Regions from separate parts of the Gossypium hirsutum genome. Here region 1 is linked to region 2. A link is a contact called in public Hi-C data. All regions are on one chromosome and are shown on one strand. Each heading gives the region's core, a stretch centred on a gene start, on an enhancer-like site or on the middle of the called end of the contact. The rest is flanking DNA. Distances are from core to core; before and after follow the strand shown. Region 1 has its middle 9.5 kb from the start of LOC121230244. Region 2 holds the start of LOC107962985 (splicing factor 3B subunit 2).

Evidence for each region. A called contact is a pair of places that touch in the nucleus more often than the background predicts.
Region 1: a contact with region 2 is called in a Hi-C map of callus, with 2.6 times the contacts expected there. The contact joins the enhancer-like site here to the promoter of LOC107962985 in region 2. A contact is called at or near these places in 15 of 34 Hi-C or Micro-C datasets (anther, callus, hypocotyl and 3 more).

Annotation. Positions count from the first base shown.
Region 1 is chrA06:90,628,095-90,632,918 of Gossypium_hirsutum_v2.1, reverse strand. No RefSeq gene overlaps it. Among protein-coding and RNA genes, the nearest start is that of LOC121230244, 9.5 kb to the left of the region's middle. Within about 2 kb of position 1,803, at least 4 of the 9 cell types and tissues checked have an H3K27ac peak or open chromatin away from gene starts, as enhancers often do.
Region 2 is chrA06:90,498,394-90,502,653 of Gossypium_hirsutum_v2.1, reverse strand. LOC107962985 (splicing factor 3B subunit 2) reads left to right here and starts at 2,123. Exons shown (of 18, transcript XM_016899590.2): 1 at 2,123-2,503; 2 at 2,819-2,938; 3 at 3,027-3,155; 4 at 3,260-3,322; 5 at 3,632-3,739. The coding sequence starts at 2,231.

The sequences.
Region 1 (4,824 bases), core at 554-3,053, 130 kb before region 2:
CAAACAACTCGAAAAATGTCAATCACAGTCTCCACCATCACTGCTTTTTTTACGACATCAAGCCACTATCCCTCAGCAGCTCAACATCTTCACAGTCTCCGACCAAGAAAAGTTAAAGCCTAATTCCAAGTTTTCATAGTTTCTTGAGTTCTTTAAGGAAGATTCATATCAAAGGGAAGAATAATCAAGAGAGCTATTTTTTGGTGGGTTTGAATCGAGGCTCTAAAACCAACAACGACAGTTGAAACGATGATGATCTCCGTTCATAAAAGGGAGAACACCTAGTTTTTTTTGTTCTTTTATGAAAGAGAGGAATGAAGTTTTCAAAAAAAAAAAAAAACTTCTTATTGAAAGTTTAAGGATAAATTCCTCAAATAGTCATAAAAGGTTTGGGACATTTTTGTTTCCGTTATTCTCGATAGATCAAATGTAATTTGTAGTATTAAAATACCTTCTGTCACCAAATAGAATGCTAGAATAACATTAAATTAACTCTTAATATTTTTATATTTTCTTAATTTAGTCATGATTTTAAAAAAAGTCAACAAATTTAACCATCAATATTTATAAAAAATTGTCAATTACTAGTCATTTTTTTGAAAAAGCTATAATTTTGTAATATTATATAAACAATATTTTTATTTTTTTAAAATTTAATATATTTTGAATTTTTATATATATTTTTTACACATTTCAATTTTTTTTAGTTTTTTTGAATTTTTATAATCATGATCAAATTGACCGAATGTATAAATTTATTAAGTTTAAATTTATTAATTTTTTAAAATTATAACCGAATTAACAAAATATATAAACATTGAGGGTTAAATTTATTATTATATTAACTTTCATTTGATGACCAAAAATATTTTAATGATAAAGTAATTAACCGTTGTAGTTTATCTAACCAAAATAACTAATCAGAATAACTAAGTGACCAAAACAAAGATAGCTTACTATATTATAGCTAATCTTTTTTTACATGCTATAACTAAAGTTTAGTAACATTTAAAAGAATATTAAAGGATGGGAATTTACAAACACCTTAAAATTAAAATTAGGGATGAACGTTTGATCGAATTGAATAATAAAATTTTAAGTTAATCGAATTTTCAAATCATATTTTATTATCCTAACTCGAGTCGAATATATTTATTTAAGTTGAATTAAAAAAATGACAAGGTTGAGTAGCCGAGTTGAATCAACGTGTTGCTGGAAACATTGCATATCTCTATCAATCAAACAAACAAATAAAACATTGCATGTCTTATTGTTCTGTTCCGTTCGGTTCCTAGGAAGAAAGTCAAATGAGAACTTTCCATCGAAGTGCTGTTCTGTTTTTCCAGTTCCATTCAATTCAAACGCCAACTACGTAAATCATTTCCCTCTTTCAATATAACAATAGAATCGAAGTGCTATGTTTTCTTTTAAGATATATTTTTATTAATTTTGTTTTAAATAGTAAATTTAAAAAAAAACCTCATAACCCAAAATATACAGCAACACTAATATTTTTTCGATTAATTTAATCCCACATTCACATATGCAACAGCAATAGTTATCTTTTTATATTCGAAAAAAATTAATTCATAATCCAAAATATGCAGCAACAGTAATATTTTTTTTTCGATTGATTTGACTATCTTTATATATATATACATACATATATATATATTACTCAGTATTTCGGGACAAACTTGGGAGATGCAGAAAAGTCGAGGTCATGACTGAACAGGACAAAGTGGCGCCGGCCAGAAGGAACACCAATTTTGGAGCGACCGGAGACCGGAGATGGTGAAGAATTTGCCTACCTAGGAGGTAAGGATTTTGATTGGTGGGGTTGAATGAACTGACGAAGAAAAAGAAAAATGGAGGGTTTAATTTAGAGATTTTTGAAGAAGAAGAATGGAGGATTTAATTTAGGGATTTTTGAAGAAGAATGAATTTGAGGGTTTGATTTGAGGAAATTGAGAAAATGGCGGGGCGGGGCCGGTCGGTTGGGGGTAGACGAGCTTTGGGGGCAAAATGGGGTAAAAGGGTTTGGGCTGGTATAACATAAATTTAAATTTTAAAATAATAAAAAATTAATATTCGGTTTATTTGATTATTTGAATTTAAAAATTTAACTCGATTCGAACTTAAAATTCAATAAAAAAAATTGAGTTGATTCTATTAATTCGATTCAAAAATTTTTAAATTTGAATTTTTTTAATTTTTTCGAATCAAATCAAATTTTACTCACTCTTAATTAATATGACTGTACACTTTGCGTAGTGGACTATTCCATCCAAGGCATGGTAAAATTTTGTCTTTGATCTTTGTTGTTTTAACTTCACTTTCTTTTAAGCCCCTATTTAATTATCTTCTTAATTTAATATTTATTGTTATTCATGTTCATGTTATGCCCCTCTTTTAGCATGTGTATTATTACTTCTGACATGATTCTTATCTTAATATGTATATCAATGAATATATTATCCTAGATATTTTATATGCATTATGTAGTAATATATTAATATAAATGCTACATCCATATGTCTTCATATTTCTTATAACACATGCATGTTTGCCAAAGGTTTTCAATTGTTTCAAAGTAAGGCAACATTTTTTATTAGAAAATTTAATGAGATGGTCCCCGAAATTATAGAAATGTGATCTCCTTAATTATTCTTAACATATCATTTTCTAACTTGAGTGAATAAATGTTTTTGTTCTTACAATAAAAATGAATTTTCAAATGTGAAAATTTTTGGAGTTTTTGAATTTTAATTTATTCAATTATAATTTCTAGTTCACTTTCCGACGGTAATCCTAGTAATTCTTTTGGAAATATATTTTTAAATTCTCTCACAATCGAAACTTGTTCAATTTTCGATTCTGTCATCCTTGTATCTAATACATAAACTAAATATGCTTCGCATCTTTTTCTGACCAGCTTTTGAGTTGTCAAAGGTATTATAATATTGGTAACACAACTCGCCCGATCAATTTCAACATGGACTAATTTGTCGTTTTGACATTTTACCACAATCTAATTTTGTTTGCAGTTAACAATGGAATCATGTATGTTCAACCAAACCATTCCGAGGATGGCATCAACCTCATCAAACATAAATAACATTAAGTCCATAGGAAACTCATAACCTCGCCATTTCAATAGACACTTCCTACATATCTTGTTAACTACTACACATTGTCTTAAAGGGTTCAATACTTTAACATCAAACTTAGTCAATTCTACTATCATATTTTTCTCAGTTACTAATGCAGTGCATATATACGAATGCTTTGATCCAAGATCGATTAAAGCATAAACAGTAACATCAAAAAGAGGAAAAGTACAAGCAATCACATTAAGATAAACGACTTCTTCTCTGGCCTAGATCACATATGCTCTGGCCAGTGCTCAACTTTCAGACTTCGCAGTCACCTCGCGTGCAATGCTGCAGCTAATTCCTGCATTATCTTCGGATCTCTGTTTTCTACCTCTCTGCAATGTGGTTGATGATTTAGTGATATGCTCGGAGCTAATTTTAATTTTATGCGAACAATCCTTCAAAAATGCTTTGCCAATCCACATGAAAAAAAAACTCCACTCTTCAATCGATATTCACCAAAATGGTTTTTACCGGGGATCAATCTCAAAATTATACATGAACTTTGATTTATTGTGCAATTGTATACATGAACTTTAATTCGGTGCAATTATAAACATGAAACTCTAATTGAGGTTCAAATGTATACTTGAAACTTTAAATTTTACTTAATCATACATATTTAAAAAAATAAATACATCAATTTATTGTTATATTGGATAAATATAATTATTTAAGTATGAAATATAAATATAAAATGATTTTATATCAATAATTGCGTTAATAATTTACAAGAATTGGATCAAATCAAAATTTCATGTATAAAATTGCACAAAATCAAAGTTCATGTATACAATTGCACATTAAACCATAGTTTATGTATAGTTTTGAGATTTATCCCTTTTTACCGCAATGCTCACATAATGGTTTATTCAAATTGTGGATACTACCCACACAGGCAACTGATGTGGCCTGGGGTCTTAGATTTTCATGTGATCTCTCCTCAAATAACTAGAAGGAGGTGTGAACCTATTTGAAACATCTCTAAACCTTTTAGGTGCAGGAGTGGGAAAAGATCTAGACGTACTCTACTTACCTGAATCTCGATATTTCATTTCAACTCGCTTCCTTCCATTACATATATCATCCATTTGTGCTCTATCCGTCAAAGTAACAATCTCTTTAATTTTAAAAGCTTCAACCAACATTTGAATATCTTCATTCAAACCCCACTCAAAACGAGTGCACATTTCAGTTTCTGTGGGAATTATCTCTCGAGCATATTTACTTAGTCTAACAAACTCTCTCTCATACTCTGCCATTGACATATTTCTTTGTTTTAACTAAAGAAACTTTCTTTTCTTCTTCTCCAGATATCGTGAGCTAATATATTTCTTCCTATATTCTGTTTGGAAGAATTCCCAATCTACTCTTTCTTTTGGAATCATTGCGACCAATGTAGTCCACCATAGATACTCTTCCACTTTCAGTAAGGACACAATACACTTCAAACAGTCCTCTTCCAAACACATCAATTCATCAAGAACCCACTAGTTATTTTCTAGTCAATATTTTGCTTTGGCTGGATCATCATATCTTTTCTCTCGAAATTCCTCAGCCTTACACTTTTGGATTTTGTCTATTGGAGTCTACGCACATTTACTGAGTTTAAATCTTAAGGACGTCGGGGTACCAAAAGAGGCATAGTAGGGGTGGATGTTGCGGAGTC
Region 2 (4,260 bases), core at 874-3,373:
TCCCTCATTAACCCAAAATTAAATTATAATTTATTATTGACATATTTGATCTAAAAAGGTATTTGTGCTCGAGTAGCTTAATTACTAATTAATTAATTTAATTATTTTTTATTTAGGATAAAATCATGAAGTTATCGAATGAATAAACTTGCTTAAGTGAATTAAGTGTTGTTAGATATTATTATATTTTAATTATTAATTATTTTTAATTTAATTTTATGATAAAATCAAGAAGTTAATTATCACATTAATTATGATTTTATCAAAATAATTAGGCGTTATTTTACTTCTTAAATTATTATTGTTTTTTAATAGGGACGTTAATCAACACATTAATCATTAACTTCCTAAAGTGCTTGTTTAATTATTCATATTAATCCCTGATAAATAAATTATTATTAAGATTTTATCTAAATAATTATTATTTAAATGTCAATTTAGTTTATTTCATTATTATGATTTTATGCAAATATTATTTTTAAATGTCAATTCTCTAATATAGTATAAAATAAATGGTATTTTTGTCTATTCAAAATTTTTTCCAAATTTGTAATTTTTTGAAGAGAAATTCATTAATTTATTCAATTAATAAGACCATACAATTCAAGGGAAAAAATAACAAACACCTATTGTACGTGCTAAAGGACAAGCTCTATCAACACAACAAAAACTTCAGCTTCAACATCAATAGAACATTATGGCACGTTGACAATCGGTTCTATCACAACTCAAGTACAACATATCACGAGTGATTGCAAACACTTAATACAATAAGGAAATCAACCTTAGATGGTCCAAAGCGGCGGGCATAAATCAACAAAAGAATTGAACATCCACCAAACTAGAGGGGACGGTGACAAAACCAACCCTAAAATTACTCGCAAAAATAAGACTACATGCATAAGCAAGACTAAAAAGCATTCTATAAGAATAGATAAAAACTTCTAAAAGTGAAAACTTATTAAATAATGGAAAAACAAACAAAAAAACAAAAACTTAAGATAACACGAGTCCAAACCGACTCATGAAATCATTTATCATTCTGAAATTCTCAAAATAGAAACAGATTAAGAAGTCAACGAAGAGCTACTCATTTTCTAAAAGAAATTGTCGGTGGTCGATAGTGTTTCAACTATTATAAGCACTGTTATCTATCCATCACAACTTGTAAAGACAACAAAGATACCCACAAAATAGAACTGCAAGCTGAAAAGAGAGAAGACGCATGGAGTGAATGTAAAGGAGAAAGAAAAAGAGGGTTGATGGGCAAGAGAAAAAGGTGGGCGATAACTAGCTCGGAGGCTAACACTGCCGCTAGGCAAAAACAAAAAGAAACAAATGATTTGGAGAAAAAAAATAAGGTTTCCCAAACTCTACTTTATATATATTATAGATAAAAAATTAAAATTAATAGATAATGAAATGTGCTTGTGTTATGAACTTGGACTTTAGTTGAGCTAGCCTCGTGGCGTTAATATTCAAGAGTTTTGAATAAATTTTTTCAATTGCATTGATAATTCAAGTTATGAATGATTCAAAGAATGCTTTTATTTATAGTGGAGCTCATCTTACATCAAAAGTACAAAGTAAATTATGTCAATGGTTTACATTTAAACCTATCTATAATTAAGGGCAGATTTAAGGAATAGGCAGAGTGAATTTGGTCCCCAAAAATGAAAATAATGTAATATGGTACCTTTATGAACAATGAAAATTTAAGTTAATATATAGTTAAAATTACATTTTAGTCTAAAAAAAAATTTGTTCAATCCATTTAAAAATGATGAAATTAAAAATTAATAAATAATAAAATTATATTTTAACTTATTAAAAATTTATAATTTAATTCCTATTTCCCGTTGATATAAAGTGATAAAAAAGTTGAACTCTATTACTCATAAAATATAAATTATTGGAGTGTTTGTTGAAGAGTTTGATTTCTTTCTTTTTAAATAGCGGCCCAACCGGGCCTAGGAAAATCTGGAACTTATATTTCGGTAAATACAAAGGTCCATTAAAAATTAGGCGGAATAAAATAGACAACTTCAAAGCCCAACTTCTCTCAAGTCCGACCATAACTATATAAAGGCCCAGCTTTTGTCACGTGCGATTATATCCACACGTGGGTATCCCTCGCTATATTTAGGCCTCCCTTTCATCTTCCCCATTTCCCACTCGCTCTCGAAATCAAAACCCTTGCCAATCCATTCCTCGGATTAAACAAAGAGAGATGACCGCTGAGATACTCCCCAACCAGAACGGCTCCGTCGTTTACAACGGAGATCTGAATAAGTCTAACTCTAACCCTAACCCCATCTCCAACCCTTCCGCCGCCTCCAAGAAGTCCCGCGAGAGCGAACGACGTCGTAGAAGGCGCAAGCAGAAGAAGAATAAGAGTAAGAATACCTCCCACCAAGAAAATGACGCCGCAGACGGTCCCGTTTCCGAAGCCGGTGACAGCGACGCTGCCGAAGATGAAAAGAAGAATTCCTATCAGCAGCAGGTATCCAGCTATTTTTCCTTCCCTTCTTTTTTGTTTTGAGGTTTCTATGTTTTTAGTGAATCGATTGTTTCGTCTGGTTTTTGCATGTCTTTGTGCATAATACAAGTTCTATAGTGACTTAAGAATTTTCGATTTTCTTTAGATGGAATAGAATTGAGTTTTTATTTTGGGTTTAACTGTAGTTTGAAAATTTTCTTATGGCTATTTTGTTATTGTTGTTTTCTTAAATTCAGCATATTTCACTCTAATCTTACATAATGTAAGTTGCATTTGTTTATAAGTAAACTAAGCATTTTCTTTTGTTTGACACTGTAGGTAATGGAAGAAGTTCAGGTAGAGTACGTTCCTGAAAAAGCTGAGTTAGATGATGGCATTGATGAGGAATTTAGGAAGGTTTTTGAAAAATTCAGCTTCTGGGAAGCTGCTGGTTCTGAGGTGAAATGAAATTCAGTTTTATATGATCAATTAATTTTCGAATTTCCTTGTTAGTTCTCTAAAGAAACTTGTAATTCTATTTGTACAGGAGACTGACAAGAAGGACGAGTCTCCCCAAGATGCTGATGCAAAGAAGGGGGCTGATTCTGATTCAGGAGAGGAGGAGCAGGATAATCAACAGAAAGAGAAAGGTGGCTTATCAAATAAGAAGAAGAAGGTTTTTGGTTTCTCCTTATATTTTCTGAGATTATTTGTGTTATTATATGTAGTTCATTTTGATGAGACTGAAACTGAAAATACTTGTTTTGATATTGTTGACAGCTGCAAAGGCGGATGAAAATTGCTGAGTTAAAACAGATTTGCTCAAGGCCTGATGTTGTAGAAGTATGTTTCTCTTACTGTTTATTTGATGTTTGCTTCTTTTCTTGTTCCTCTCTTGTTTGTTTTTAAACCAGTGTTAAAACAAATTTATATTCCAATGTTGAATCAGAGCACATTTGCTATGAATTTTTTATTTTTATTTTTTGAAATGAAGTTTTTTTCCCATGGCTATTAAGGGATCTTATTTTTCTAATCTTTTGTTATGAATTTTTTCATGAAATACTGTTGGAATATTGCGACTCAAATGGAGAATAATGTTCACTTCTGTTTTTATAACTCAATAGCTCATAATAGATATGATTATTTTGTCAGGTTTGGGATGCAACTGCTGCTGATCCCAAGTTGCTGGTGTTTTTGAAGGCATATCGAAACACTGTTCCTGTGCCAAGGCACTGGTCTCAGAAAAGGAAATATTTGCAGGTTAGTAATTCTTGCATCCATGACGATTAATATGGGTCAAATATGTGTTCATGGTTCATAGGCATAATCTTTAGTGAGTGATATAGGAAGACGGTGAGGGAAGATCAAGTCGATAAGGCTTCTCTTATATGCATATATGTGCTTCTTGCAGGGGAACAGCTGAGACAACCCTGGAGCCTGGACTTATAGGTGTTTTGCAGAAAGGACTCTTGATTGATTTCTCTTATATTATGACTGCTTTTTTGGTTGGGATATAGATATTTAATAAGGTCTCTGGTAGTAGCATAACTTGCATGCTAGATGGTGGGGGGTATTTGTTCATTGTTAAGGTGCTAATTAATCTGTTTTGGATTTTCAGATGCCTTTCCATTTGTGCTAAATGCTCGGGCTAGATCCATCTAAGATTTATTTATTTTAAGTGATTTGAGTTGGATACAGAAGCTTCCTAGCTGTTATTGTTAATAATTGTTATTATTTGGGTTTGTTAACTTCTGTAACTCATCGCCTTGTGGATCCTCTCT